Linked DNA regions of Mus musculus: all the other regions are linked to region 2. Evidence: chromatin contacts called from public promoter capture Hi-C data. All regions are on one chromosome and are shown on one strand. The core of a region is the stretch at or near the end of the contact, and the rest is flanking DNA. Distances in the headings are between cores, read along the strand shown. Region 1 has its middle 22 kb from the start of Gm24382. Region 2 holds the start of Igsf10 (immunoglobulin superfamily, member 10). Region 3 has its middle 21 kb from the start of Aadac. Region 4 has its middle 13 kb from the start of Gm24382. Region 5 has its middle 41 kb from the start of Gm24382.

Region 1 (6,165 bases), core at 574-3,073, 760 kb before region 2:
GTGAGGTATGGTGCTGTCAGAGCCATCTGACAACTGTGAGGATTCATGCAGGTGTGTGGTCCCCATTTGCTGTTGAGAAACTCCCACCCCCACCCTGACACATGCATCTTAAGTATATCTGCTGGCTTCACTGCTGAAATCTCTGGCAGTTAATGGAAAGCTAAGCTTTTGATCATGGACTATCAAATATCAGATTCCGAGTGGTTAATAAGTTGTTTTATTTTATTTTATTATTGTTTTTAGATTATGTCTCTCTTGAAAATTCCAAGGCAACATCAGTGTTCGAGCTGTAATTCTTAGGCAACGAAAATAAGGACATTTTGTTTAAAAGTGGTTTTGTATCTTAACTAAACACCTTAGTCAACTGGACAATTTTTATTGAACAGGTTACTTGAATTAGAATCCCTGAATTCTAGTAACACTTTGGGCGATTCTCAAGAGTCTATTTTTCCAGAAACAACTATTGTAGAGATTAAAATGGATTTTCAGAGTGACCCCGAAGCAGGTCATCCTTCTGTCACAAATGTCAGTCACATCTACCCACCATCAGAGGAAGTGCCCACCAAATTCTCAAGAGTCATATCAGTGAGGCCCTGAGAGTAATCTTTGACACTTAACCTCAACTGAATTAGAAGCTTCAATACTTCTCCAAAAGAAAGAGTGGAGTCAGCAGATAAAGGCCCCACGCTTCTAAGTATGAAACTCCACCAGCCATGTGATAGACACAACAGATAAAGATAATACCTTCGCTCTATCAAAATCCATTTGGACCAACATACATTTCTTTCATGATTGAAAGGTGGTTACTATGGCAGCATGACTTTGTAACCTTCTCCCACAAAGGGCAAACCATCACAGGGTTGTGCTCATCTTTGCATCACTTTCCAGCCCATCTCTTTCTTAGAGAATGCATTGAATATCTTCACTGGAGATTGACATTCAGAGTTTGCCTGAGTTCTCATGGTGCCCAACATTCTAAACTCAGACTTTCATCTTATACTCTTAAAAACCACTTGCTGAAATATGTCAGGAATGGCTTATTTGGATATTTAGATATCTGTATTTACCATGGGGATGTATGTAGTCATATTCAGTTACTAGAAAAGGTTGACTGGATACTGATATCAGTTTTCCATGCTTTGAGGACCACATTCTTCTGTATGTATATATATATATGTATGTGTATGTGTATGTATATGTATATATGTATATAAAATGCTGCTTCATACTACTATCCATAGATAAATGGGATTCACTTACTTGTCTAGCCTTTGGTCTCTGATGTTCCATGGATACTGTGCCTTCACAGGAGATAGGTACATGTTTTTTGAGCATCCATCATGAGCTGTGGAACCTTCATGTATTTTCCAACTGACTCTTTCAAACACTCTGCATCTAAACTATTTGAATATTTCCTTACCTACATATGCAAAAACCAAAATTTTGTGCCGCAGACCCTCTGGATCCCTTTGTCTGCTTGGAACAGGTCTCTGGGGCAGGTGGGCAAAGTGTCGGAAGAAATGACAGACAGACCAACAGGAGAGATTGTGTAGAATCTGGATGTATTCCTTCGGGTCGAGCATCAAACTTTTTATACTAAAGAAATAACAAGAAACCAGGCAAAATACAATCCACCAAGTTACAGTGACACAATACAAAAGGAATGAATACATTAAAAGAAGGTGGGGATCAGGCTGCTGCTGCAAAAGAAGGGGGCCAGGTGTAAACTAGTCTATTGTTAAACCCACCATCAGGGGTTCTGCACTAGCAGACCTTATCAAGAATACTGCAATACCCCCAACACCCTATTTCCTGGGTCTAAAGAAGAATATACCAACTTGCTTCTAATGTGAAGCTCTATACCTAGCTGTAGAGAAGATCTCTGTCTCAGTGGGATTCCCTAGCTCTATTGTTCCCTAGTTTGGGTGAGAATTGCTACTGTCCTTGGTAAGTATTTTGTAGACCAGCTCTGAGCTACTGTCTTTGTAATGCTTAATTAGTAACTGAATAGGTAACTTCCTTTCTATAGTCCTGCCGGATTTCAAGCTCAGATTTCAAGCTTGCAGGCTACTGGGACCTTGGAACACTATAACAGAATTTAATCTTAAAAGGCATTTATAATAAAATATTAAAAGAGAGCTCATAGATCCATACACCAGGCTAATGCGGCAATAGAGTATGAGTATATGGTTAAACGAGAATGCCAAAACTCCTGGAGGTGAGCTTCCTTGAAACTCTTTTCCTTGTTGAGTGCTTGCAGACTTTCAGCCTGTCAAGCAGACCCCACCAGAGAGTGTGGCAAATTTGACCTTGGTATAGTTTTTGAACTTATTTTTTCTGAAATGGATTCACTCAGTCAGATATATAATCTCAAATTTCTGGGTAGCCATTTAGATCACTATATTTGAATACTCTTCCAAACATGTAGGGGGTTAAACCCCTCCCCCAAGAATGCTTCTTTAGTACTCTATATTTTGCAATTTATTTTATTTTTATATGAATCTGTGTTGCCATATGTTGGTTCACAACCTCCAGGGGTATCAGATCCCTTGAAACTGGAATTACAGGTGGCTGTGAGACATCATATGGGTTCTAATAATCAAACTTAAGTCCTTTTTCAGAGCATTAAGTGTTCTAAGCCACTGGACCATCTCTCCAGGCCTTCAGTGCTCTATACTTTAAACTGACATTGTGTTCTCTGCCAATCATTTAAAGGCATGTACTGCTATTTTTGCCTTCCTTATTTAGCATTTTACCGCAAGAACATCATTTGAAAGACAAAACATTCTTTTAGGGTACTAAATATTTTTTTATCTATTTCAGCTGAAGAAATGAGATTATAGGATATCTCAAAATTAGACTATTGAACCCTCAAGATTTATTGAAGGAGAGGGAAATGGAATGGAATAACTAAGTATGTTATATTTTAAAACCTAGTTCTCTAAGATATAAAGTTCAAAGGGAGAATTCACAAATTGATATATGCAAAAGAGACTAGATTCTTGATAAAATGTGGTTGTTACAAGTTCTTTGTTAGCCTCCTCAATTTATCTAACAGAATAAATAAAATTAATACTAGTATACTATTATATTTTTTTAGTAAAATAATATGGAAATACAAGTCTCTATCTGTAATTAACATTTCACAGGTACAGAAATTTCTCTGCTATAACATAAGCATTTTATTTTATATCTTAACAATTTATATACAATGGAAGACAATTCTGTGGCTTGATGATGAAATTTCCTATTTTGTCTAAGATACTTTACTGAAGTCAATATTACTTGCAAATAACTGTTCTGTGCCACAGACCACCCCAGTCAGATATGGGAGTCCCTACAATGAGGGTCTTTGAAGTCTGGTGGGTAAGGATTTGGCAGTTTCAAACAAAAAGAAACACAGAAGCAGTTTGAATCGGAGTGTATTTTACAGCTCTTAAACAGTGGTTTTCATACATTGAAAAAAATGTTACAACCATTAGAAGATTGTTCAGTGAAGCAATCACGAATACCATCATTATCATTTGGCACAGTAAAGCACAAAAATCAAGCAAACATTACAACTCTGAAAAGATGTATTCAGTGAATCACAAACAGAACAGGTAACACCATTATTAATAGAAATCAACCAAGCGTTACAACTCTGAAAGAATGTATTCAGTGGGGCCATAGTCCAAAGCTAGTGGCATATTTCCAAGAGCAGGTTAATAAATCTTTATGGTCAATTATTGTTTAACATTGAATGTCTGATTTTTTTTTTTATAAATCTTCAATGAGTACATTTAAACTATTTTAATTCTTTTTATTTAAGGCTTTCTTTACCATATACCAAATCCCATCTTTGATGACACACACTGTAGCCATGTGAAATTTTATTGTTGGGAAGGTTTTTATCATAATACTACTATATAGTTTTGTAAATGATTTATAAAGTAAATTGTTGGTTTCCCCAGAAACAACCTCCAGGGGTATCAGATCCCTTGAAACTGGTCATTTTAGTCACCCCATCTCAAGGGACATTGTTTCTTTATCCATTATTCTCACTTAAGATCTTGGCCTAGGATACCAGGAACATGTAAATAGAAAAGGAATAAGAGAAAACAAACAGATAAATTGCTATGACAATGACGGCTCAATATTTTACTCTGGACAAGAGTTCCACAACAGGTTCCAGGAGGCCTCCTTTTGAAGTTTTCACCTCATCACTTCTAGGCCTTTTGGCTAAGATGAAGTGTGAAGTTTTCACCTCAGTTTGTGGAACTTATCACACAGATTGTATGGGGTTGGTGTGACAAATCTGAACTGAAATATAAACTGCTAGAGTGTGATATTTCCAGAAAGACACATCATTTTCTTCTTCTAATAAGTAATAATGAATAGCAGAGGAGATATGCATAGACAAAAATAATTAGCCTTTGGGAGTTTCTGTGAGAGAACCTTAAGGTCAAAGTGTAGGAAAAATAAAGATTTGGCTATTGGCTCAGTCAATATTTTTCTTTTAAACAGAAAAGATAGAAAGTCTCAACTAAGCAAGACTAGATATTGGATAGTTGGTAATGCATAAGAAGATATTTCTTTTCCTCTCACAGATAATGATATGTTTTATAGCTGCTAATGTGTGAGGATTAAAGAACAGGATATAAAATCAACCCTGTTCATAGAGTAGAATCTCCAAGATAACATTGGGTAGCTACAGTCTTGTTTCTCACTTAGGACAAGTTTGCCACCACAATCCCTCCACCTTTTGAAATGATTGGATCCATGTTCTGGTTGTCTTGCCTTGGATGAGAGGTGCTTCTGACATCCAGGAGCTTAAGGCAGAGAATGCTGCTCAGTATTTGCAATGAGTAGAATATCTCCTCACCTACTATGGAACAGTTTGTTGACCTGAAATATCCACAGCCAAGATTTGTAAGTACTTGGTTGTAAGTAGTTGTATTCAAATACTTTTTTTTTTTTTTTTTTGCTTAGTGGACCAGAAGAAAACTTCTTTTCTTTTCTTTTTTTAGAAGTATACCATTATGCTCTATGTGACCTACAAAGTAGAAGCTAAATTTGCTACATACTCCAGAAACCAGAATTAATCATCAGACTTAATTTTAGTTAATGGAAATGAACAGGAGTTAATGTTTGCTTTATTGATTTTAAGAGAGGAAATACATAGTATTCTTTGTCTCTCATGGTTCAAATTATGACCTAGAATCAGTGGTACCTGTACTTGAAAATATGAATAAAAGTCACTTGGTGTGGTCTATAAATTGAATGGAAATGGAAGAAACCTATGTCCTCGCATGTTCCCTTGGAGCAGAGTCGCCTACTTGCACTGCCCTGTCTGCTTCCTGCTGGACTACTTTGAACCAAAGCTTTTTATTTGAAGGGGATGGGCACGTTTGTTACGTCCGTTTTACTGCTATTAATATAAACCAGATACAATTTTGCTCTTCAGAATGACAATGGGAGTAAGTAGCATTACAGGAGACAGACAGCAAACTCACACAGTTTAGAACATTCAACACAAAGTTAAGAAAGACTGATCAGTACAGAATGCTGACAAACAGAATGAAACAGGCAACATTCCGAAGGAGAACCCATCAGCCACTGTTACTTATCTTTGCAGCAGCCAGAGCAGCCAGAAATAATACAAACTTGGGTGGGAAGGGAGAGGGATGGGGTGGGAAGGCAGGGAGAGAGGGAAGGAGGGGGAGGGGGAGGGGAGGGTTAGGGGGAGGGGGAGAGGGAGAGGGAGAATACCAAGCACTCTATGCTCAAATCCTGGTGATGCAGAAACAAAATCAACATGCAGCACATATAAATATAAAATAAAATAACATACAGGTACTCACTAAAATTTAGTACACTATTTAAATCTATGTCTGCAAATTGAGGCTCTGTCCCAAAAACATCAGAAGAGTGATTACAATTATATTTAAAAACTCAAAGAAGTCTTGGATATGTTCTAGGAAAATGAAAGCAAAGGGTTGAGTAACATAAGGAAATCAATACAAGATAGAAAAACACATTTTTTAAAAAAGATTATTTTTATTAAGAAACATAGTTTGAACAAAATGTTGTGCCACTTAACTCATAGTCATTGAAAATATTCAATTTGCTTTTCATAACTAGTGTTATGTATTTAATTTTTTTAAATTTTTATAAAATTTAGAA
Region 2 (5,907 bases), core at 709-3,208:
GATACTTGTCACAGAGTAAATCTTCCATAAATATCATCTGCATTTATAAATTATTTTCATAATCCATCAATTAAAAACCTTTAGAAATTTTGTTAACACAAAGATCCCTAGGCCCCTGCCCTAGGATGGTCTGTATGGTGGGCCTGAGAGATGGAGCTTAAGAACTTACTTGCTCCAGGAGCACATCTTCAGAACATCTGCCTCAAAACATTTATCCCAAATGCTCATCAAAGGCTCACTCACATGTGCTTCAACCACAGGGATTAAACAGTCATTTTAGTCACATTTCTCAAACGGTGGAAGCCTGCTAGAGGAACAGGATGTATCAGGATAACATCCAACCTTACAAAAGGATGTCATAACCCTCACCACAACAAACAACAACGACAACAAACCCATAAAAATTATCACGGCAAATGAACTAAGCCATATGCAGAAAAAGTATTATATGTTCTCATTGTGGGGTGTTTTTCCTTAATAGTCAAATATGCAGAATATAGACAAAGATGGTTTATGCAAGTGGGGATGGCGAAGGATACTTGTAGATTAGAGGACACAAAGCAACAACTACAGAGTGAAGTAATCCAGAGACTTAATGTATAATATGAGGACTGTATTTAATAATTCTATTTAAGATACACAGCAAACGAGTGTATCTTACTAACACACACACTTACATAGAGAGAATAAAGTGATAGATACGTTTGTTTTATCTTCATGTAGCTGATAATTTCATATTGTACACCTCAAACATAGATAACCAACAAAGAGGAAGAGGATAGGTGCCTCTCCCAGGGCGGAAGAGTACATTCGAAAGTCAGACACCATTGTGTAGATGTACCACATGGAGGAGCTAGAGAAAGTAGCCAAGGAGCTAAAGGGATCTGCAACCCTATAGGTGGAACAACATTATGAGCTAACCAGTACCCCGGAGCTCTTGACTCTAGCTGCATATATATCAAAAGATGGCCTAATCGGCCATCACTGGAAAGAGAGGCCCATTGGACTTGCAAACTTTATATGCCCCAGTACAGGGGAATACCAGGGCCAAAAAGGGGGAGTGGGTGGGCAGGGGAGTGGGGGTGGGTGGATATGGGGGACTTTTGGTATAGCATTGGAAATGTAAATGAGTTAAATACCTAATAAAAAATGGAAAAAAAAAAAAAAAAAAAAAAAAAAAGAAAGTCAGACACCTCACTTCACTGCTATCTCAACTTGCAAACAGAAGGGGAGTCACAAACCCAGGACAAACCACAGTGATTGAAGCGTCTTTGAATGTTATTGCTGTTGTTGTTACCACCATCATTAGCATATATTCATTGTGAAGACTTACGGGGTCTATGACATGTTTTTTTATTCAAGTATATCACATGCTGTCAGCATATTTGGCACCACTACCAGCCCCAGCCCCCTCTGCCCCGCCCCCAACACACACACACACACACACACACACACACACACACACACACACACACACACACACACACACCTTTACCTTCTCCTGGGCATCATCTGCTCACTCACCCACCCAAGCTTAATCCTTTTCCTTCCCTGCAATAGTACCTCTCCTATTTTTATGTCTAGGTTCCCCCTCCCCCTGTTAGGAGATGGGAGAGGTCACGAAAGGAAAGAATTTGTAGCCCCTGAGCCAGCCCGGGCCACAGAGCCTGCCACCAGACAGGAAAAGCCCAGGGCTTACCAGCACAGGAGGAGCAAACTCGCAGGCGAGCCTGGGTTGGCGCTGGTGGTCCCGGGTCGATGGCCCGCCCATTCCCAGAAGCCGAGGCTATAGCTGCGTCACCTGCCCCGCCCTCCTCCCGAGTGAAGACCCCTAGAGGCTGAGCAGACCCCAAAGGCGGTGCAATTCCATTGGCCCAAGGCAGAGGTGAGCGGCTGCTAATCCCCTCGGGAAGTGAAGGGACCCAGAGAGTCTGGTAGATGTGGGAGCTGGGGTTCAGGGCGAGACAGAGGGTGGGATGGGCAGAAGGGTCCAGGAAAAGGAAAGTACTGGAGGGGAGTTGGGACAAAAGCAGCGACCAAGGGAACATCGCTTCAGTGACTGAAGCCAGGCAAAAGGAGCGGGAAGGATTATATGTAGCCTGGGACGCTTTCATAAACACTGATGACGTGTTTGTGCAAAGCAAGCAATTTGAGGAGAAACGCCTGGGACGTCGGAAAGAAGGAGTGATCGATTAGTACTTGTAAGTTTAGGTGAGTTTGAGAACTAACTAACCTATACTATTGAGGGAGAAGGAAGAGCATTCCAGCAGCAGCAGCAGCAGCAGCAATCAGATAAAGGAAAGCTTTGGTTAGTTTGGAAATGTATGATACCATTAAAATAACAGAAGCGCCTCCAGTTCTCTGAAGAGTCAGTCCCCCAGCTAGTGAAGACTAAGCCTACTAAGCCTTTTGCTCCCGTTGGAAGCAAAGAACGTTCCTTCAATCAGGTGAAGGCTCTCCTCAGAAGATTTCCTGTCTCTGCTTATGTTACAAGAGGATTCAAAAGCAAGACAGAAGAGCTCAGGTATTGCCAACTCTTTTGTTAAATACAGTTTGAGGCTTAAGTGTACGGGAACTCATGTGGTATTCATTTACGGCTCTCTTCTCTTATAACTAACTCTTAAGGTGCATATAGTCTCTTCTGTTTCCCAGCTACCTTGTACCATCTTTGTTTATCTAATAATAGCAAGCTCATCTGCTTTTTAATCATCACGCAGAGAGTATTCAAAAATATTCAGTGATGTAACAGTGACAGTGTAGGCATAGAAGTAATCATTAGTAAATCTTAATTTGGGTTAAACTCATTCATAACAGCTCCAGGTTGGGAGGGATCACTGAGCCTTCGCCACGTGCGGGTTAAAGATATTTTCTAACAAGAGAAGCAGAATTCTTCCTTGGCCATGCTCCCCATCACTGTGTCAGTAAGCAGAGGGGTGTTTCCAAGCAGAGAAAGAGCAGACAGTGTTATGCCTGCAAAGTCAGAGACTCAGCCCTCCCAGCTGGTCAGTTTACTGTCCTCCCGGTCATTAGTTGGCTCTGAAAAGGCCCATGTGTCCTTATTGGCAAGGACTTGCAGACATGCTAGAAAGAAATTTGACCTTTTTTTCTAGTGGGTTATTACAGCTGTAAAAGTATTTTGGAAGGTTAAGCCAAATAAATAAAACACATATTAAATAATACAATGTTACAAAAATTGATCATATAAAGAAGTACATTCATAAATGCAATGTGAAAAATATATATAATTTTTATCTATTTACTGGTGCAAAGTTTTCTAAATTGCACATGTACTATTTTTATATTTATAAAAATATTTTTAAAATGTATATAAAAGTGTAAAAGGCTCTTGGTCAAACAAGAGAGTTAAATTTACAAACTTTAATTGTCCCGATAACATTATTATGATCTCTAATGACAGGGATCCTGCTTTTCATTGGGAAATGAGAAGCTATGAAGATATGTTTACAATAATAAGCCCATTTAGTGATAAAGTCCAATGGGAAGCTAGCACACACTGGTTTATAAAGAGAACAGTTTCCTGAGTCTATGCAAGTTTACACTCTAGGGAATAAGAGTTCCTCTTTCTCCAGATTTCACTAGCATTTGTTGTCATCATTTATCTTCTTGATGATGAGCATTATAAGTGGAATAAGATAGGATCTCAAAGGAATGTCAATTTGGATGCCCTGAACAATCTTTCAGGTCTTTCTTTCAGTTCACTAGTCTATTCATTTATTGGATAATTGGGGGATGGTGTTAATTTTTTTGCAGTTCTTATGGAATTCCAAAAAACAAAAAACAAACAAACAAACAAAAAACCTCTGAAACTAGAACTACCAATCCATTACTGGGTATGTAACAAAGAGAAATCTGCACAGAATTTATTGCTACATTGTTCATTATTCACGACAGCCAAGAATGTGGAACCAACTTACGTAGCCGTCAAAATATGAACGGATAAAGAAAATGTGGAAATGTGTACAACAGAGTCCCATGTGGCCATAAAAGAGTGAAATCATGACATATGCAGGAAATGGATGCAACTGGAAATCAATTGGGCTAATCAAAACAAGACAGACTCAAAAAGGAAACACCGTGTAGCTTCTCTGACAAACAGAAGCTAGATTTACACTTGTACGTGCGCATGTGTGTTTAGAATTTTATTTAGTTATACACTATTCTAATCTGTGAGTGTGTATAAAGGCATGCATGTAAAGCAAAAACAAGCTAGCTGGGGTGGGTAGGAGAGAAAGCAATGAGAGGAGTTAATAAGAACGAAGCATAGTAACATAGGTGCCAGGATGAAATGCATTAATTTGTATGCTAACTAAACCACAGACAGGAGGCACACGTTCAAACCAGGGTGAAATCCCAGCACAGAGAAGGGGAAGTAGACACAAAGTTTCGCCACTAACCAAGAAGCCATTTGCAGTTGCTGCCTGCTGGGAGGGGCGTTCCAGTTTTCTCCAGTCTGACACTGTGTATAACAACCAGTTGACAATACAAAGTTGGCATGATGGATGGTTTTTGTGCTATTTTTCATTTTTTTTCTTACTGTTTTGTTGTTGTGGTGGTTGTTGTGGTGGTGGCTGTGGTTTTCATTTGTTTCTTTTGAGAGAGAGAAGGAACATGAAATTGGGTGGGTAGGAAGCTGGAAACGATCTGGAAGAAGTTGGGGAAAGAGAAAAATTGTATGGAGCATATTTAAACAAACAAACAAACAAACAAAAGGTTCATTTTGCCACAAAAAGGTGTGAATTAAATTAACCAGTTACGACTCTTAAAGAAAATATTCCCAATTATTCCCAGAGTTGCTATGTATGCTGTGCCTAGGACTTTGCTTGAACTGGCCCTATAACTCTGGTGTGGTGTCTTTTCAGGATGCAGAAGAGAGGCAGGGAAGTCAGCTGCTTGCTGATCTCCCTCACTGCCATCTGCCTGGTGGTCACCCCTGGGAGCAGGGTCTGTCCTCGCCGATGTGCCTGCTATGTGCCCACAGAGGTGCACTGTACATTTCGGTACCTGACCTCCATCCCAGACGGCATCCCAGCCAATGTGGAACGAGTCAATTTAGGGTGTGTGGACCTTGCCTGATCTCCTTCTCAGAGAGGGACCACTGATTTTCCTGGTACTTTGCCCCCCAAACACCTGTGATTACTTTTAATAGTTTTCTTCTAAAATGGGTTCATACAAACCTTATATTGTGGAGACAATGAACATTTTATCCCAATAGTCTTTTACTAGAACTTGAAGCCCCTCTTAGTTGTTTGGGAGCCTCATAATTATGGGGCAGCTTTATTCTGAATGAATTTTAAATGAAAAAGATACAGTTTCTGTTAACAATCATTATGATACCAAGGAAGAGGAATTGTCATTGAATATTTTAAAAAAGCATTTCTTTTGCAATTTATAAATACCCATTACAAAATGGCTTACTTAAAATACTTGCCTTACTAAATCTGACAAATTATGGTGATATTTTGAAGGTTTATGAAAATTTGTTTATGTGTATAAATGCACAAGAAATGGGATATGCCATCACCTATGTGACATTAGTGAGCATGTACAGTATGCCAAACACTATTGTTCACGTTTGGAGGAAGTAATGGGGGTGGGGGAGCAACAAGGGTTATAACCGTATACCCAGTGCCTTGGAAGCGATTGCAAACAGTAAAGACTGACATTGTGTTCTCCCTATGAGGGAGGGGCCTTGGGCTGAGCACTTTGCAATGAGCATTTGCTCATTGTGCTGGCAGGTTTTATGATAACTTGACCCAAGCTAGAGTCACTGGAGAGGAAGGAACTTCAACTGAGAACATGCCTGAAGAAGATCAGATTATAGGCAGGCCTGTGGGGCATTTTCTTAATTAGTGATTCATGGGGCAGGGCCCAGTCCATTGTTCGTGG
Region 3 (6,016 bases), core at 828-3,327, 710 kb before region 2:
TTTGTTTTGTTTTAAAATCCCCTCCCCAAAAGAAATAAACACCCATTGGAGACTAAGAACTATGCGTATAGGATGCTCACAAAAAGTGGTTTCCTACGCATCGGTCCTCACCTGTCCACAGTCTCGCCTTCTCTGAAAGGAGCACTGGAACTACTCTACAAGATTTCTATAAAGTCTTCCATTAATATGACCTCGGAGGGCGGGGAGCGTGTTGCACTGTGTATAGGCCATATACTTGAGTGTTTTATTTCAAACTCTTGGCAGAAAGCTTTGTCTTTCTTGCTAAAGATTCCCTAGGATAGGGGTGTATCATCAGAGGCTTGGCAAAACTCAGCATCTCAAAACCATTAACTCCCCCTAGAAGCAGGTCATGTTTTGAATTATGACAAGTTAACATGAGGGAAAACAAGTGAAAGCAATCTACTAGTGACTCTTCACATAAAGGACATTTAAGCACATCCCATCTCTGTCCCCTAAAATTACAGCAGTTTTCTTCACTGGAAATTATTCCTTTTTTTTTTTCTTAATGTGAACTTTACAGCATCATTGAGCTCTCTGATGAAATAGCTAGAGTCTTAAATAGTATACACTCTTCTAAAACCTTCAGGGTTCCTGAGATCAGAAAGAAAAGTAAAACAGGAAAAACCATTCTATAAAATCTATTGCAGAAAATGACTTTTGGCAGAGTAGCAGATAGATAAGTTAAAAATAGATGGGCCACTTTGTTGTTTCGGGGTCTTTAATTTTTTCTTAATTCCCACTGTATAGAAATTCATTGAGATGTGTAGAATTTAGGTCTGGTTTCTATTGCTGTAGCTTTTTTTCTTGGATTTTCATTTTCAAGTTCTTTATATAAAAGCCTTATAACCTTTATTATAAAGATCTTGCAAGTAAATAATGACATTAAAACTAACCAGAACCAGTGTGTATAATAAAGTTTTAATACATTTTTTCAAACATAAAAAAATAATAATTGCTTTTCAGATTCTTGTACATGAACCTGTGTTATGTTCCTAAATGGTGGCAGGCAGAGGCACAAGCGCCTAATACTCAAGCTTGTTGGTGGCTGATTTCTTAGTGCTGGAGCAAGACTTAGAGTTGTATGCCCATGAGGATATCCCTCCTCCTATGCCACAATACACTTACTATGTATTTCTGACTTTTCTAGTATGTAAGACCTAAAACTGAAAATTACAGCACTAAAATTTCTGTGAGATCTAAAAGATACCTCTGTATCCAAATCTGGTTACCATTACACAGAGCAAAGGCCAGAGAGGCAACTGAGGGCCCCACACAAATGTACATTTTAGGTTAGGCTTGGCAGTTGGCTATGGTTCAGGTGGGCTAGACCTATGGAAATTCACAAGACTGAACAAGCACACAGGATGTGCAATTAGGCTAATCCTGGAATTTAGATATGCCATGAGTGAGCTAGATACAAGTAATCTCAGTAGGTTGAGCTGGTGCATAAGATAGGTGACTAGGGCCAAGCAGAGTTTGTATTTCAGACTGATATGAAAGATGTACAGTCAGTGCCAATCCTGTATATTGGGAATAGTACATAAAGAGTTTAACAATCTTGGCTGATGTGTAGGATGTGCAGTGTTGGCTGGCTCTGGATGACACATATGGCACAAATAGTCTAGGCTCAGGCAGACTTCTATTTTTATTTGTTTACATTTCACTTGGGATTTAATTACCACACTCTTTACATTGCTGACATTCTTTTTCATGTTCTTTTTAAACTGTTGATTATGTTTATGATTGTACTTTTAAACTCATATCCTGAGGTTTGTCTGGGTAGTTATTCCTGGAGAACATGTCTACAGGACTCAATTGAGGGGCATCATATTGTTTTAGCCATTCACTTTGATTTTGGTTTTGTTGAGTGCTCTGGTCTTGTAGACTTTTTCATTGTGTGTCTGATACAAGATATTATGCCGCTTTGTTGAGTGAAAGTTTGGCTCTGTTTTTGCTATTGCTCAAGCATGGTTGATTTTAGATAAAGTATGAAGAGCTTGTATGTCAGTCCTCCAGAGTTTCCAAATTGAGTTTTTGATTGGAGTGTTGGATGTGATTCTAGCTCAGTGGCAACCAAGAAAGGGCGTGAATGTGAGACTCCTCCCTGGGTCTGCCTGGGCAAGTACACAATACCTGGGTATTGTGTCACAGTTTCTTTAATGAAAACTTTCCATCTCATAGGAAAGCTCATAAAACACAAAATGTTAAAGGGGAGATCAACATTGTATTTTAAGACAGGCTGTTTTCGGGGAGGTAAAACAACAGAATTCCTGAGGTTAAATAAAACATCCCATCCTAAAGAGAAACTCCCTAAGCTTAGGATCTCTCCCTCCCACCCATGAGTAAGCAATAAGGAGTCACTGTGAGAGAAGTCTGAGTTGACTGAGAGCAGTTGAGAGCAGTAGAACAGGTTGGAAGAGGCAAGATTAGCTACTTTTCCTGAAACCCCAGGTCAGCTGAGTTACTTGGAAAGAATGCTTTGCATGCTGGGGTGCCTGTAGGTTTCAGAAAGCTTTAGGTTCCCAACCTTAGTCCACTCACTGTCAACCACACTGGGGTAGGCTCCAGTGATGTAACTGCCCTTGTGGCATTTCTACTTTTGCAAGGAACCTCTCACCTATGTTCCTGTAAGCAGCTCTTAAAAATATTCGTTGGTTCACAAAGGAAGTTGAATTTTATCATGTGTGTACACTGCCTTACCTTTGGTTCCCTATCTGGAGTGAGTAGACATTTGTTTACATCTCCCTAGGAATAGTGTCACATCTGGTCAGAACTAGAAGGGTAAAGAAGTGTTCATCAGGGACCACAGGCAGTCACTTCTCTGGACTACAATCTGCATGGACTACGTTAGGTTTTCTGGGAGTATGAAAACTTTAAAAGAAGATGAGTGTCCAGGTCACTAATTAACCAGGCTGGGGTGGTTAGCATACCCTGAGCTAAGCCTGGGACTATGTATACATTCAATAAATGAAGTAATTTTCTTAGTAGAAAGAATGACAAGATCATCTGAGAGTAGTGGGTAGATAACCAGAGCACATCATAGCTCACCTATATTTGTCTAGTTCTTGTGGTCTTTCTCAAATTAACTGTGATATAAAATATTTCAATTAGTACATTTTTACAGTTTATTACAACAAGCTCTGTTTTAGAAAAACATAATGTGTGTTAGCTCTACCTTTCTTGCAATTCATTTTTCAAGATTTTATTCTAGTACTTATTTTGTATGGAACATAACATAAAGGGTTTTGTTGTTGTTTATTTATTTTAGTTAATATGTTGTTTACTAATATACATGTTTAAAGAATTGATTTGACTAGAATTTCTTCCTATCTTTCCCCTTAAACTTTTGTAATTAAGGAATAGTTAAAATTGGGCGGAAAATTGTTCAGTATAAACCACTTGTTTAGTACTTGCAAGTTCTTGAGTTCAATCTCTAGTACACACACACACACACACACACACACACACACACAGAGAGAGAGAGAGAGAGAGAGAGAGAGAGAGAGAGAGAGAGAGAGAGAGAGAACGCAAATAAACTTCAACATTCCAAGGCAAGTTTTACAGGCAGAGGGATGTAACTAGAAAATATCATCCTGAGTAAAGTAACTCAGACTTGAAAGGACATGCATGGTATATTCTCACTAATAAGTAGATATTAGCCTAAAAACTACAGAACACCTAGACTTTAATCTGCAGAACTCAAGAAGGTTAACAAATAGAAGTGTTCATGTAAGGATGCTTCAGTCCCACTTGGGAGGGGGGAGAAAATAATCATGGGTCCAGAGAGAGGGAGGGACCTAGGTGGGAGTGGTGAGGGGGCAAGAAAAGGAGAGGCGTGATCATGAATGGGGGAGGAATACAGGAGAGAAGCCCTGAGGGCCAGCAGAATGAATGGAAATATGCAACGTGGGGCAGGTGGAGGTGAGGAGACCCTTTAGAAAGTATCAGAGACCAGGGAGGTGAAAGACTCAAAGTACTCAAAGGGAGGGACCTTAGATGCAATGTACAACAATGGAGATAGGGAATTTATAGAGTCCACCTCCAGTTCAAAGACAGGGCTTCAAGTGGAAGGATGGGATTGTCATCCCACAGTCAAAAACTCTGACCCAGAATTGTTCCTGTCTAAGAGACCTTCAGGGACAAAAATGGAGACAAGACTAAGAGAAAGGAGGTCCAGTGAACTGCCCAACTTGGGATCCATCTCCAATGCCCGACACTACTAATGATGCCATGGTGTTCTTATAAACAGAAGCCTAGCATGGCTATCCTCTGAGAGACACAACAAGCATCTGAGACTGATGCAGATACTTACCTCCAACCATTGGGCTGAAGTCAGGACCCCCTGTGGTTGAATTAGGGAAAGGCTGGAAGAAGCTGAGGAGGGACCCTGTAGGAAGACCAGAAGTCTCAAGTAACCTGGGACCGCTGAGATCTTTCAGACACCGAGGCACCAACCAGGCAGCATACAGGAGTTGGTCTGAAGCTCCCAACACATACACAGTATAGGATTGCATGGTCTGGCCTCAGTGGAAGAAGATGCACCTAACCCTCGAGAGACTTGAGGCCCCCAGGAGTGGGGAGGCCTGGTGGTAGGGTTGGGGGGAATGGAGACATCGGGGAGGAAAAATAGGATGAGGAACTGTGGGAGGACAGACCAGGAGCAAGGGCTGGACTGTAACAAAATAAAAGCAATGATAACAACAACAACAACAACAACAGAGTGTAAACTTTAAGACAAAATAATTATTAGAAAAAAAAGGAAAAACTTAAGTTACTAAGTACTCAGAGTTGACAAAATTCTAAACTTACAAAACATTTTGCTGTTTTTGATGCTGTGTTGGTCCACATGACACTCCAAGATTCCCCAGCATTATCAAGGAGAGGTAGGTACACATAGTATGCCTCAAAAACCTCATAGGAGGAACAACAATATGAACTTACAAGTACCCCCAGAGCTCCCTGGAACTAAATCACCAACCAAAGAAAACACATGGTGGGACTCATGGCTCTAGCTGCATATGTAGCAGAGGATGGCCTAGTCGGTCATCAATGGGAGGAGAAGCCCTTGTCCTGTGAAGGTTCTATGTCCCAGTATAGGGGAAAGCCAGGCCCAGGAATCGGGAGAGAGTCGGTTTGTGAGCAGGGGGAGGAGGGAAGGGACAGGGGGTTTTCAGAGGGGAAACTAGGAAAGGGGATAACATTTGAAATGTAAATAAAGAAAATATGTAATAAAAAATAACCAAATACTCTTTCTGTCCTAGATGTTTCCTCGGATCTTTGTATATTGTGAATACAACCAATATACTTTAACACACCAGTGTCCAGTTTTCAGTTTGTTTAAGCGTCTATTACAAACCGTTGCACAATTTCCTCAGTGCACCTTTCCCTGATCACTTTGCATTTCCTTAGGAAAAACCAGGAAAATTATAAATTGTAGGTATACAAGGAAGAACTTTGCAAAGGAAATTGTGCCTGTCTGCAAGCAATAAAATATCCAACATCTATATTATGTTGCTAGGCAGTTAGTAAACAAACTACATATATATGTAGTGTATGTGTGTGCCATTGAAAAGTCAGAAAGACCAGTATTTGCATCTAGTATCAATATGATAAAGATAGTTTATATTTGCATGTGGAATTGGCATTACAGAAACCTATGCACTCTTTATATTGCTTGAGAATTTTTCTGAACAAATAACCATATTCCACTGGAAAAAGTTTAACTTTTCCTTTTTTACTTCAGAGGCTTTTGTATTTTTGTCATCATGTATGTGAAGTATGATCCTTAGTATAATATGAAATGAAATTAGTAACACATACTTTTGTAATTTACTCTTAAAATGGAGTATTCAAATTTTCACTACTTTGCATAATTTCATTTGGTTTTCTCCATAGACATTTTTATCAAGTCTGCATCAAGTTAGGAAAATCCAGGAAATAGTATAATATGTTTTGAATTTGATCACTTTTTATAGTAAAGGAGAAAATTAGCTTT
Region 4 (5,709 bases), core at 652-3,151, 800 kb before region 2:
TTATTATAATATTTGTTTTGGCCAGCTTATACTGAACCATATTAAATGCCTATAATATACTGTATATATATAAAATACAGTATATATAATGTACTGTATATACAATATACTGTATATATATGTACAGAACATTTATATACATATACATTTGTGTGTGTGTGAAAAGTACACAGAGAATAAGGATATAATTTAATAAGCTTTCACAAAATAATCATAGTTTGCATTTTTTAAACAGAAAAATACCACATCTTAAATGTGTTCCCATAATTGCTTCCAGTCATCACTCTCTCATCCAAAGAAGACAGCATCTGGATTTTAATGCTGTAGGTTTATTTTGTCTGACTTTAAACTGTATCTGAATCAAATTATATGATTTGCACTCATGTTTTATCTATTTTATGCTACCTCTCTGAGGTCATTCTTGATGTTTTTATAAGAAGATAAAGAGAGAGGAAATATGTTTTGGTGGATGTGTGGTGAGGTGTCGGGAAGGTGGTACCTCAGCAGGCCCATGCTAAGGCATCTTTCCCCTCTCAGGGACCAGCCATGGGATGGTATAGTATAAAATAGTTTATTCAGGACATGAGGAGGGGACTTAATAGGGTAGTAGAGGCAGAGAAAGGGGGCGAAAGAGAGAGCAGAGGCCATAGAGAGAGGGGGTGAAGGGAATGGGGAGAGATGTGGGAGGGGGCAAGAGGAGAGAGTAGGAGCAAGAAGACAAGAGCAAGTGAGAGCAGAGGGGGCAAGCAGCCCCTTACCAAGCAGGTAAGCCATTGCCAGGTAACTGGGGGGTGGGGCTTAGACAAAATGCTAACAGTTCTTATTTATGTTTTTCTCACATATATTACTGCTTAGTATAAAATAATGATTTGGAGATTGTATATCATAACCACATGAATACTAAAGTAATAGCATTTAAAATTAACAAGGGGCATTGGCTCAAATCTCAGAGTATAAAATAGATTGAAGGAACTAAAAGAAAAGTTAGCTTATGCAGTTCTTTTAAACTCCTCTATCTTACAAAAAAAAAAAGACAACATATTCATTTCAAATAGCAAGCCCCTATTATTAATAATTTACCTGATTCCCAACTTACCTCATTTGTCTGGCTATCTTTTATTAGGGATGAACATATGAGGAGGGGCTTCTCTTTCCCTGTCTCTTATGCTCATATTATCTGGTTTATTTCTGGTTATGAGTCTTGGAGTTTCAGTCATCCTGTTGGGATATGAAATAATGACATGGAAATATAAAAATAATAAAATGGTCAGCTGGAATAGCATGGTAAGAGAAGCTTGTATTACACTTTCATGGTACTAAACCAACTTGTAGACTCATTGTTATTTAAAAACAGAAATTCTCTAATAAGTTAAAAACATCATAGACATTTTCAGTTACTACAACTGAAAAGCTTTGCTGGCATATTCCATCCAAATAATTAGATCAGAACAATAAAATTGATGAGCCCTACTGGGAATTATGGTGAATTTTACATTGAGTTTCTGAAAGTCAGCAAGATCCAACTAGGGAAATTCAGTGTCTAGTCCACAGAGGAGTGGCACAGTTACATTAGAATTTCTTTCAGCTTATGATGTCTTACAAGAATGTTCTGAATTTCTTGTCATTGTAGTGGGACTTAAGAAAACATCCAGCCACTTCATGACTGATCCTATGGTGAATGTCTGGAGCCAATGGGCTTTTGACAAGGTTGGTACATTGCCAGGGTCACAAAATGTCTCTCTACATCTTCTTTCCAGAAGGTAGACTACGGGTACTGTGATCTAAGATGATTTGCTGCCTGCTTACATAAGAATGTCCCAGATGTGTGGGGTGTGGAGGGAGGCCTAGACCAAGAGCAGTTCAAACTGTTCTCATCTTCAAGCTGGAACTGAAATTGACCACACCTTTATGTGTAGTTAATTATTGTTACTTGCACAGAAGGTCTCTTTATTTTACATGCATGGGCTTTTGACATTAGTCAGAATAAACAACTTTATGCTTAGTTCTCTGTTTTGTTAGTTAATAATTTTTAGGTTTTTTTGGAATTAACAATTATTAACATAATGATTGCATAATTGGCTGTATTTCTTGAGGACTGATGGACACTGTGAATCCTATCATGAAATAGGATGTCATACTGACAACTTATATCTCTTATGTTTATGAGGACATCATGTGCACTGTGGAGTTAAACAGTGAGATTGGAAAGGCTGCCCCATACTTTGTTGTTGATAATATGTGAGTTCAGGAATCACAAGAACAAATTTCATTAATTTTTCTTGTGCTCTTTAAGGGAGAACTAGTTATATACAGCTAAATTTCCAATTCTTAAATTTTTAGTTTTATCTTTCCATGTTATAGAAAGAAAATCAAGGATTTGGAGGTCTTAAAGAACAATCTTATAGCATTGTTAAGCTGCAAAATCTTTAGTTACAAGAATCTCTGCTTGTGATAAGTCTGGACTACTTTAGTAAACCCCATTCTCAAACTAAAAGTCAAAGTGTACCATGAAAATGATGTCAAATATTTCTCTGAAGTCCCAAAAAACAAGCTATTGAGTATTCAGTCTTCTTACAAACCACTCACTGTATACAGAAGGGAAGCACCATAAAAGCTGCAAACTGGTCTTTCTCAGGCATGCTTATGCTAAAACGGCAATATTTCAATACATTTAGGAAGATTTTAAAATAATAAAATAAAACTCTTAAGGAAATACATGTGTACAAATATGTACATTTCTAAAATGGATCCAAGAACTCAACGTGTTTGCTATCTTGTCTCCAGGTAGTTGTTTACATAGCAGGCAAGGCAGCTGCTGCCCAGCTTTGGCACCTAGACAGGAGTCATATTTCTGGAGGCACCAATTTATTTTGAATAAAGATCCAATGTCCTCTACACAGATAGGGTTTTCTTTAACGCCAACGGCATGCCTTTTTCTACTTACATTTCCTGGAAAATACATGCATATTTTGTAACCAGTCTATGAATAATGAAATGTCTCCTAATGAATGGCAGACTTCAGAAGGTTGAGAATTTTAACCTGGGTAAACAAGTACATGTTTGTATGTCTGTCTGGGTTTATGTGTGCTCACACTCCATTCCATAAACCATCTGACAAAAAGTCCTTTCTGCCACCCACCTCCCATATTTTATGGAGTGATGGAGGAGGGTAGTTCTTCACAAGAGTCTAGTTATGTGCTTCTGTCTTGAGACAGTGCAGGAAATTGTAGAAGCTAAAGCATGCATTCTCTCAAGATGTCCTTGCAGCAATAATATTTGTCTAGAAGAAGAAAGACTTTATTAATCTTTGTTTATCAGATTATAGATCTTCCTGTGGAAAGACTTTAACAGTGCTGAACATGTATAAAAAAAGGTGAGAAGACGGTGCTTGCTACATCAGCCAGAGTGAAGGGCATCAGAGAGTCTGGCTCCTGGGTGTCTGTCACATCTCCTTCATTCAGCATCTTACTGTTTTTTTTTTGTTGTTGTTGTTGTTGTTGTTGTTCCATATGTGTCCAATGCAGATGGATGAACATAGTAAAACCAAGGGTCACACTGCCACTCCATATATGGTATAAGTAGAAAAGTATCTCTAGGGGTTTCTTTCTTAAACACAAATGATGAACTCTGTCTGTACATGGCTCTGCATGGGGCTAGTAACATGACCTGGATTTTCAATTTAGACTTTTAATGTCTCAGATTTCTCAGAAATTCAATAAGATGAAAACTATGACAATAAATTAGAAAAGCATAATCTCATTTATTTTGAAGGGCAGCAACAAAAAAGGTAGCCATCTTTTCTATGCTACTTAGACGATAGCTGCTGCATTTTAAACACCCCTCTGAGTTTTGGGTTGAAAAGCATATTGGCGGTTTCATTTTTCTCATGACTAACTTACCTGCAAGTTAGTATGAAGAGTAGGATGCTGTAGTACCGACATGGGTCATCTTACCAATACACTGTAAACATTGCAAATGAAAGCAAAGCCAAAAGTCAAGAGACAGTTTAAAGTTCAAGCTTGCAATTTCACACATGAACAGACACACAGACAAACACATATGCACATGCACGTGCACACACACACACCACACAAATACATCTGACAATGTACATTGTAAATTCCCTTTATATGCATTTTACTTATCTGAGTTTTAAAAGTGCAAGTACTTCAAAAGTCTCCTCCTTTGTCAAATTTACAATATGAACCAGAAAGAGACAGTAAGTGGGATATTGTATTTATGCATGTACACCACTGTGGATCCTTAATGGAAATGTCAGCTCTGTTCTACTGAATTGAGCCTTGGGTTTTGTAAGCATTGGTTATACAATAGTTTCAGAGATGGAGCAACTTTGTAAAGTGGGATCGCTCTAATTATGTCTGTGTCATTGTGAAACAGATGATAAACCTGATGGATAAAGAAGAAAATGAAAGCCATTTAGCTCCTGAGAAATACAACTGTTGCTTTTAAAGGTAAAAAGGGCAGCCAAAAATTAAGTAAAACCTTCACTTGCATATTTGTTCCCCTTGTGGTACACAACCTTAGTGATGTTACAGGAAGTATCAGTACTACTTCTACATCCTGCAGGTCACTATCCAAGTTGCACATCTGTGCTGATTTGCATCCAACAGCACCCATTCCACTGCTAACTTTGAGGGGACAGGACTACTCCCTGGACACCTGTCACCACAGCGTCAGCTGTCTTTGATCCATTCACACTCACAATACATAGCATCTATATTTCCCAGTTCACTTCACATTTCCCTAGGTTCCTCTATCACGTGGCTTTGCTAAAGCCTTATCCTCAGCTTCACAGTAGCTGGACAAAAGCAGAAACCTCTGGTAAGCCTCACTTCTGCTTCCCTCTTGAGAATTGCCAGCCATGTTTGTTAAATGGACTGGAGGCTTCCTCCTGTCACTCAGGCATTGGGGCTGCTCTACACATGACACTTATCAAAGAACTGAAAATGCAATCACAGTTCTGCTCCTCCATCTCAGGCAACAGCATGCAGTCTCTGTAGGTCCTCTGGACTTCCCGCATTTTCTTTTTTTTTAATTAATATTTTTATTACATATTTTCCTCAATTACATTTCCAATGCTATCCCAAAAGTCCCCCATACCCTCCCCCCCACTTCCCTACCCACTCATTTCCATTTTTTTTTTTTGGCCCTGGCATTCCCCTGTACTGGGGCATATACAGTTTGCGGTCCAATGGGCCTCTCTTTCCAGTGATGGCCGACTAGGCCATCTTTTGATACATATGCAGCTAGAGTCAAGAGCTCCGGGGTACTGATTAGTTCATAATGGTGTTCCACCTATAGGGTTGCAGATCCCTTTAGCTCCTTGGGTACTTTCTCTAGCTCCTCCATTGGGAGCCCTGTGATCCATCCAATAGCTGACTGTGAGCATCCACTTCTGTGTTTGCTAGGCCCCGGCATAGTCTCACAAGAGACAGCTACATCTGGGTCCTTTCGATAAAATCTTGCTAGTGTATGCAATGGTGTCAGCATTTGGAAGCTGATTATGGGGTGGATCCCTAGATATGGCAGTCTCTACATGGTCCATCCTTTCATCTCAGCTCCAAACTTTGTCCCTGTAACTCCTTCCATGGGTGTTTTGTTCCCACTTCTAAGGAGGGGCATAGTGTCCACACTTCAGTCTTCATTTTTCTTGAGTTTCATGTGTTTAGCAAATTGTATCTTATATCT
Region 5 (5,307 bases), core at 23-2,522, 830 kb before region 2:
GGGAAGTGTTTTCATTATAAACTTATTATAAGCCAAAAAGTATTATATGAACCCAAATTCTAGGAAATATAATAAGATTCAATAATTATAAATGAGCCAGAACAAGAACTGTGCTCATATTTTCTCATTATTATTTTATCAAATCCTTCAAACATGCCACAATGATGAGACTATTTTACAGTATAAAACTACCAGAAAACTTATTTGTCATTAGCATTTAATTTCATTTACTGTACATATGTGCACTCATGCACACATACACACACATACACACACAAACACACACACATACACACATACATCCTATTCTTCTACATTATCAATTCAATACATTTTATTTTGTGATACATTTCAAAAGTAATAAAACTTTTCTGTATACTTTTGTGTATATCATTAATTAAATATTTAGATTTAGTGTGTATAGGATGCTTCAGACCCTCCCATAGCCCCACCCCACCCTACTCTGCCCTTTATTTACTAAAGTAAGTAAAATAAACATTTTTATTTACTTGTTTTAAATACTTGTGAATGCACAGAATTAAGTTCTGTCACAACAAATGAATGTGCCCTAATTAACATCCATATTGTAATGGTCTCAGAAACTGCCCCCTTTCTTTTCATGGTTAATTAATGCCCACTTTCATTCAGGGTGGAAAATGCTTTTCTGATTTCTTTGTATTTTCAATTACTAGAATTCTCTGTGAGGAGAATCACACAATCTGTATTTTGAGGTAAGATTTCATGCACTCAGCATAACGATTTTGAGGTCAGTCTGCATTTTTCCGTGTGTCAGCAATTATTTTTTCTTGCTATGATGTGGTGTGTTGTATGTCTCAGTCTTCTGAGGTGGCTTCTGAGGTATTTGCAGCATGTATCTACTTTGAATTGTTTGTATAGGAGTAGGATGATCCTGGGAACAGCTATGGTGACTTTTATTAACACAGTAAGCACTGTGATTTTGATTTTCAGGCATAAATCAAGGCACAAAGCAAGTTCAATAAAGAATGAATAAGAAGGGTAGCTGCTTGGACAGGCACTGGTCCTCATGGAAAAAGCTTTTCTTTTTAGCATCTTCAGAAGGGATGATACAGATCGGGTAACAATTTTCTGAACCCAGGGACATAAATCTTCTCAGCCCTCATAAATTGATCTTTGTGAGGTTTTATCCTGAAGAGCAAACTTTAGCAAAACAAGCAAGCAGGCAGGCAAGCCAACCCTGTCAAGGTGCTGCCAAATATGTGAAATCATGGGACACACATCATTCCAGTCCAGCTTCAGAGGCAACAGCAGCACAGTGGTGTGGGGGAAGGGCAGGGGGATGGGAATTTCTGAGACTTCCTGTACACACTGCCTTCTATCATCTGATCACTCAGAAGTTCTGGCTCTGGAGAGGCTTTTATCAACCAATTAGCAGAAACACCCAAAGCAGCTAGCCCACTTAACTGTTGGGTAAGTCTGTGGCCCCTTTGATGTTTGGCCTTGGCACACCAAGTGGTAATTCACAGAAAGATAAAAAGATTTAGGGCACTAAAAGACTATTCTTAGTAGATTAAAGCCTCGTTGCTAGTTCAATGACAAAGGTCTTTCAATATATATTTTCTTTCCCATCTAGAGTAAATATGCAGTCATCCTATGTAAATAATGAGAGAAAATTACAGCACCGGAGAGGAAGCCAATGAATGAGAAAGAGGTTAAATAACAGTCTAACGCTGAAGGAAAAGAACCTGTGTTTGCTAAGACAAATTTAATATCTTATTCCGACTCTTCCTTCATAAAAATTTTAAAAGTACCAGACATCTTCCCTATAAACCTTTGCTCCATTGGTGGCCCTGTAGTTACTGATTCTTGCGACCAATCCTTCTAACCTTGACTTCATTCTCTTTAGCCATAACAACAACAAAATGTCACCTAAAGGAAATTTAAGTGGAGAAACACAAGAAGACAGTGGATACTACTGATGTGAATTCCTTGAGAAGTGAACACAGTCTCTCTCTCTCTCTCTCTCTCTCTCACACACACACACACACACACACACACACACACACACACACACACACACAAACCTTGAAACTGGAACTGAAACTCAATGAGTGAGCTGCCCTGAGATATGTGAAGACCACTGAAGATGGACAACAGAGAAGGGATAAAAATAGACTTTAAATACAAGAGCTAAGAATGGGATATGGTGAGGGAATGTCAGACCTGAGGATGGCTGAGCAGGAAGAGGCCTTGAAGAGCCTTAGTAGTTTACAGAGGAATAGGGAAGAGGAGAGAAAGCTTGCTAAAAGATTTGTTACATTTCCTGTTATTTCTGTGTTCCTTGGAGGATAAATGTTAAAGCAGGTGCAACACACTTGTTTGTAGAGATTACTGGGTAGTTGATTAACTAGATAGTCTATCTGCTCTTTGTCCTGTGTCAACATAGACTCTTGCAGCCTTTGTTAATTGAAATGCTGATACCTTGGTAGATGGTGCAGTGCTTGTCAAATGTTTGAACCTAAGAACGTTAAATGTAGAAATAACTCTACCTTTGACAGAGATGATTTTAAAACAAGACAACTAAACAAAAACTTTTAAGTGCTTTCTATGAAGGGATAGTAAAATTTAGCATAGTTGTATTTTCTTTTATCTGGAAAGATTAAATACTTTGAAGGCTGTGTTCTGAGTTCCTTAACTCACTCTAATTAGTTGTCTTTGTTGGCAAGCAAGAATGTGAGCAAGTACGGGGACAGATGAAGAAGGAAAATGAAGCACATTGTTTAGCATAAATCTGCATGCTTCCCTGGAGTGTGCACTGCTGTTGTTTTGAGCAGTCTATGACACTAGGCATTGAATGTAACTGTAGGAGAATCTTTGCATCTTTGTAAAGGATTTGCTGATTTTTCCTTCTATTTGGACATTGCATCTTCTGTCTCTTGTTATGTGCTTAGTCAGTTGTCATTGATAAAAAAAAAAAAAAAAAAAAAAAAAAAAGGAAGCCTAGCCAGCCTCTTTTAAAAATTTAGCTTTAATTTTTGGCAATGTTTTTCCATGAGAACTGAGCATGGGAAACACTGTATTCAAGGGAAGAGCAGAGTCCAGGAAAAGGAATGTAACTTGTAGAAATCAATCTTCCTTCTTTCCCCTAGGACCTAGTCCTAGACCTATTTCCTTCAACTCTCTCCAGGGACTTCGCCTGATTAGACCTCAGTTCTTAATCTGATTTTAAAAAAAATCCCTGTATTACAAGATCTCTATGCTTCCTATATGAGCTGGTAGTTTATTTTTAACCATCATGACAACTATTGCAGAACCACACTGTGAAATCAGAACAAAGTGTGCTGGAATCCATGGACCAATCAGCTCTGCATGACGCAAGCTTTTGGAAAACATGAAGGACCTGCAGTGCTATACGCTTTTGATTTTTTGAACTTATAGTATTGGTTTGTTTGTTTTTGTGAAGTCCTACTCCTCTGCCCTCCCTTTCCATACCTGCCCTCCACCATGGAATCCTCCCTCCTAAACAAACCTAAACTAAACTAAGTAAATTTCCCTATTGAAACTGTTATATGTCACAAGGAGTGTCACAGTTTACCTTTCTTTTTTATGTTTCAGTTCTTTTTTTTCTTTTATTGGATATTTTCTTTATTTACATTTCAAATGTTATCACCTTTCCCCTCCAAGAAGCCCCCTATCCCATCCCTTCCCCCCTCCCCCGTGCCTCTATGAGGGTGTGCCCCCACCACTACCTTCCAGCCCTGAAGATACTCCAACATATAACAAGGACACATGCTCCACTATGTTCATTGAACCCTTATTTATAATAGGTTCCAGAAGCTGGAAATAACCCAGATGTCCCTCAACAGAGGAGTGGATACAGAAAATGTGGTACATTTACACAATGGAACACTACTCAGCTATTAAAAACAATGATTTCATGAAATTCACAGACTAATGGATGGGACTTGAAAATATCCTGAGTGAGGTAACCCAATCACAAAAGAAAACACATGGTATGCACTCACTGATAAGTAGATATTAGCCCCAAACTTTGGAATATCCAAGATACAATTCACAAGCCATATGGATGCTTCAGTGCTTCTTAAGGGGTAACAAAATGCTCACCAGACGAACTATGGAGACAAAGTGTGGAGCAGAGACTGAAGGAAAGGCCATCCAGAGACTGCCTCACCTGGGGATCCATCCCATATACAGTCGCCAAACCCGGAAGCTATTGCAGATGCTGGCAAGTGCTTGCTGACAGAAGCCTGATATGACTGTCTCCTGAGAGGATCTGCCAGAACCTGATAAATATAGAGGTGGATGCTTGCAGCCAACTATTGGACTGAGAGCAGGGTCTCTCATGGAGGGTTGAAGAAGGGACTGAAGGAGCTGAAGGGATTTGCAGCTTCATAGGGAGAGTAACAGTGCCAACTGGCCAACCCACCCCCACCCGCAGCTCGGGGAGACTGGACTACCAGCCAAAGAGTACACATGGAGGGACCCATGGCTCTGGCTGCATATGTGGCAGAGGACGGCCTTGTTGGACATCAGTGGGAGGAGCGACTGTTGGGCCTGAGGGAGTTTGAGGCCCCAGTGTAAGAGAATGCCAGGGTGGGAAGGCAGCAGTAGCTGGGATTGGTGGTGCAGCACCCTCCTAGAGGCAGGGGGAGAGGGGAATGACATAGGATGGCTCTGGAGGGGAGACCTGGAAAGGGGATAACAATTTGAAATAAGAGAGAAAGAAAGAAAGGAAGAAAGAAAGGAAGGAAGGAAGGAAGGAAGGAAGGAAGGAAGGAAGGAAGGAAGGAAGGAAGGAAGGAAGAAAGAAAGAAAGAAAGAAAGAAAGAAAGAAAGAAAGAAAGAAAGAAAGAAAGAAAGAAAGAAAAAGAAAGGAAGAAATGCCACAGGAAGCAAGGGTTTGGGTCAGGATGAGGAGATCTCTACCACACACCTGCCACTGCATGGCGAGTGAAAGGTGGAGGCAACTCTGCTCAACCCTCAGATATTAAAGTGGCCAACAGGAGAAAACCTAGAAGAGGGTGGTCCATAGGGTGTTTGGTAGTACCATAGGACAGGGACATTGCCACAGCAGACCCCTGCTGCTGCAGGGACACAGACCTAAGCATGGCCCTTGGCAGCAGCACTGGCAAGAACTTTACCATGTATAGCCTCAGGTGGCAGTCCAGGCTACTCACATCAGGCTGTTTCTTAACACCCTGCTGCCTCTCTTCATCGTGAGCAACCATTCTGCTTCTCTTTCTCTCCCATGTCTGTCACATACTCATTCATGGAGTTGTACCTACACATACTGCATCAACGATGACA

The links. Promoter capture Hi-C pulls out the DNA fragments that hold promoters and counts their contacts.
Region 1: a contact with region 2 is called in a promoter capture Hi-C map of embryonic stem cells, with 5 times the contacts expected there. The contact joins the enhancer-like site here to the promoter of Igsf10 in region 2. A contact is called at or near these places in 12 of 39 promoter capture datasets (the 3T3-L1 cell line, the C10 cell line, cranial neural crest and 7 more), 2 of 484 Hi-C or Micro-C datasets (embryonic fibroblasts and embryonic stem cells) and 2 of 9 other capture datasets (adipose tissue and liver).
Region 3: a contact with region 2 is called in a promoter capture Hi-C map of liver, with 3 times the contacts expected there. The contact joins the enhancer-like site here to the promoter of Igsf10 in region 2. A contact is called at or near these places in 7 of 39 promoter capture datasets (the 3T3-L1 cell line, cranial neural crest, embryonic stem cells and 4 more).
Region 4: a promoter capture Hi-C map of liver shows a contact between it and region 2, with 2.6 times the contacts expected there. The contact joins the enhancer-like site here to the promoter of Igsf10 in region 2. A contact is called at or near these places in 4 of 39 promoter capture datasets (hippocampal neurons, liver and stem cell-derived epiblast-like cells) and 1 of 9 other capture datasets (adipose tissue).
Region 5: a promoter capture Hi-C map of liver shows a contact between it and region 2, with 2.1 times the contacts expected there. The contact joins the enhancer-like site here to the promoter of Igsf10 in region 2. A contact is called at or near these places in 2 of 39 promoter capture datasets (hippocampal neurons and liver) and 2 of 9 other capture datasets (adipose tissue and liver).

Annotation. Positions count from the first base shown.
Region 1 is chr3:60,102,414-60,108,578 of GRCm38.p6, reverse strand. No RefSeq gene overlaps it. Among named protein-coding and RNA genes, the nearest start is that of Gm24382, 22 kb to the left of the region's middle. Within about 2 kb of position 1,823, at least 5 of the 459 cell types and tissues checked have an H3K27ac peak or open chromatin away from gene starts, as enhancers often do. A contact at or near this core is called in embryonic stem cells and stem cell-derived epiblast-like cells, where this site is marked.
Region 2 is chr3:59,340,307-59,346,213 of GRCm38.p6, reverse strand. It overlaps Igsf10 (immunoglobulin superfamily, member 10), which reads left to right and starts at 1,958. Exons shown (of 7, transcript NM_001162884.1): 1 at 1,958-2,524; 2 at 4,881-5,075. The coding sequence starts at 4,882.
Region 3 is chr3:60,050,157-60,056,172 of GRCm38.p6, reverse strand. No RefSeq gene overlaps it. Among named protein-coding and RNA genes, the nearest start is that of Aadac, 21 kb to the right of the region's middle. Within about 2 kb of position 2,077, at least 16 of the 459 cell types and tissues checked have an H3K27ac peak or open chromatin away from gene starts, as enhancers often do. A contact at or near this core is called in liver, where this site is marked.
Region 4 is chr3:60,137,668-60,143,376 of GRCm38.p6, reverse strand. No RefSeq gene overlaps it. Among named protein-coding and RNA genes, the nearest start is that of Gm24382, 13 kb to the right of the region's middle. Within about 2 kb of position 1,901, at least 8 of the 459 cell types and tissues checked have an H3K27ac peak or open chromatin away from gene starts, as enhancers often do. A contact at or near this core is called in liver, where this site is marked.
Region 5 is chr3:60,165,811-60,171,117 of GRCm38.p6, reverse strand. No RefSeq gene overlaps it. Among named protein-coding and RNA genes, the nearest start is that of Gm24382, 41 kb to the right of the region's middle. Within about 2 kb of position 1,272, at least 35 of the 459 cell types and tissues checked have an H3K27ac peak or open chromatin away from gene starts, as enhancers often do. A contact at or near this core is called in adipose tissue and liver, where this site is marked.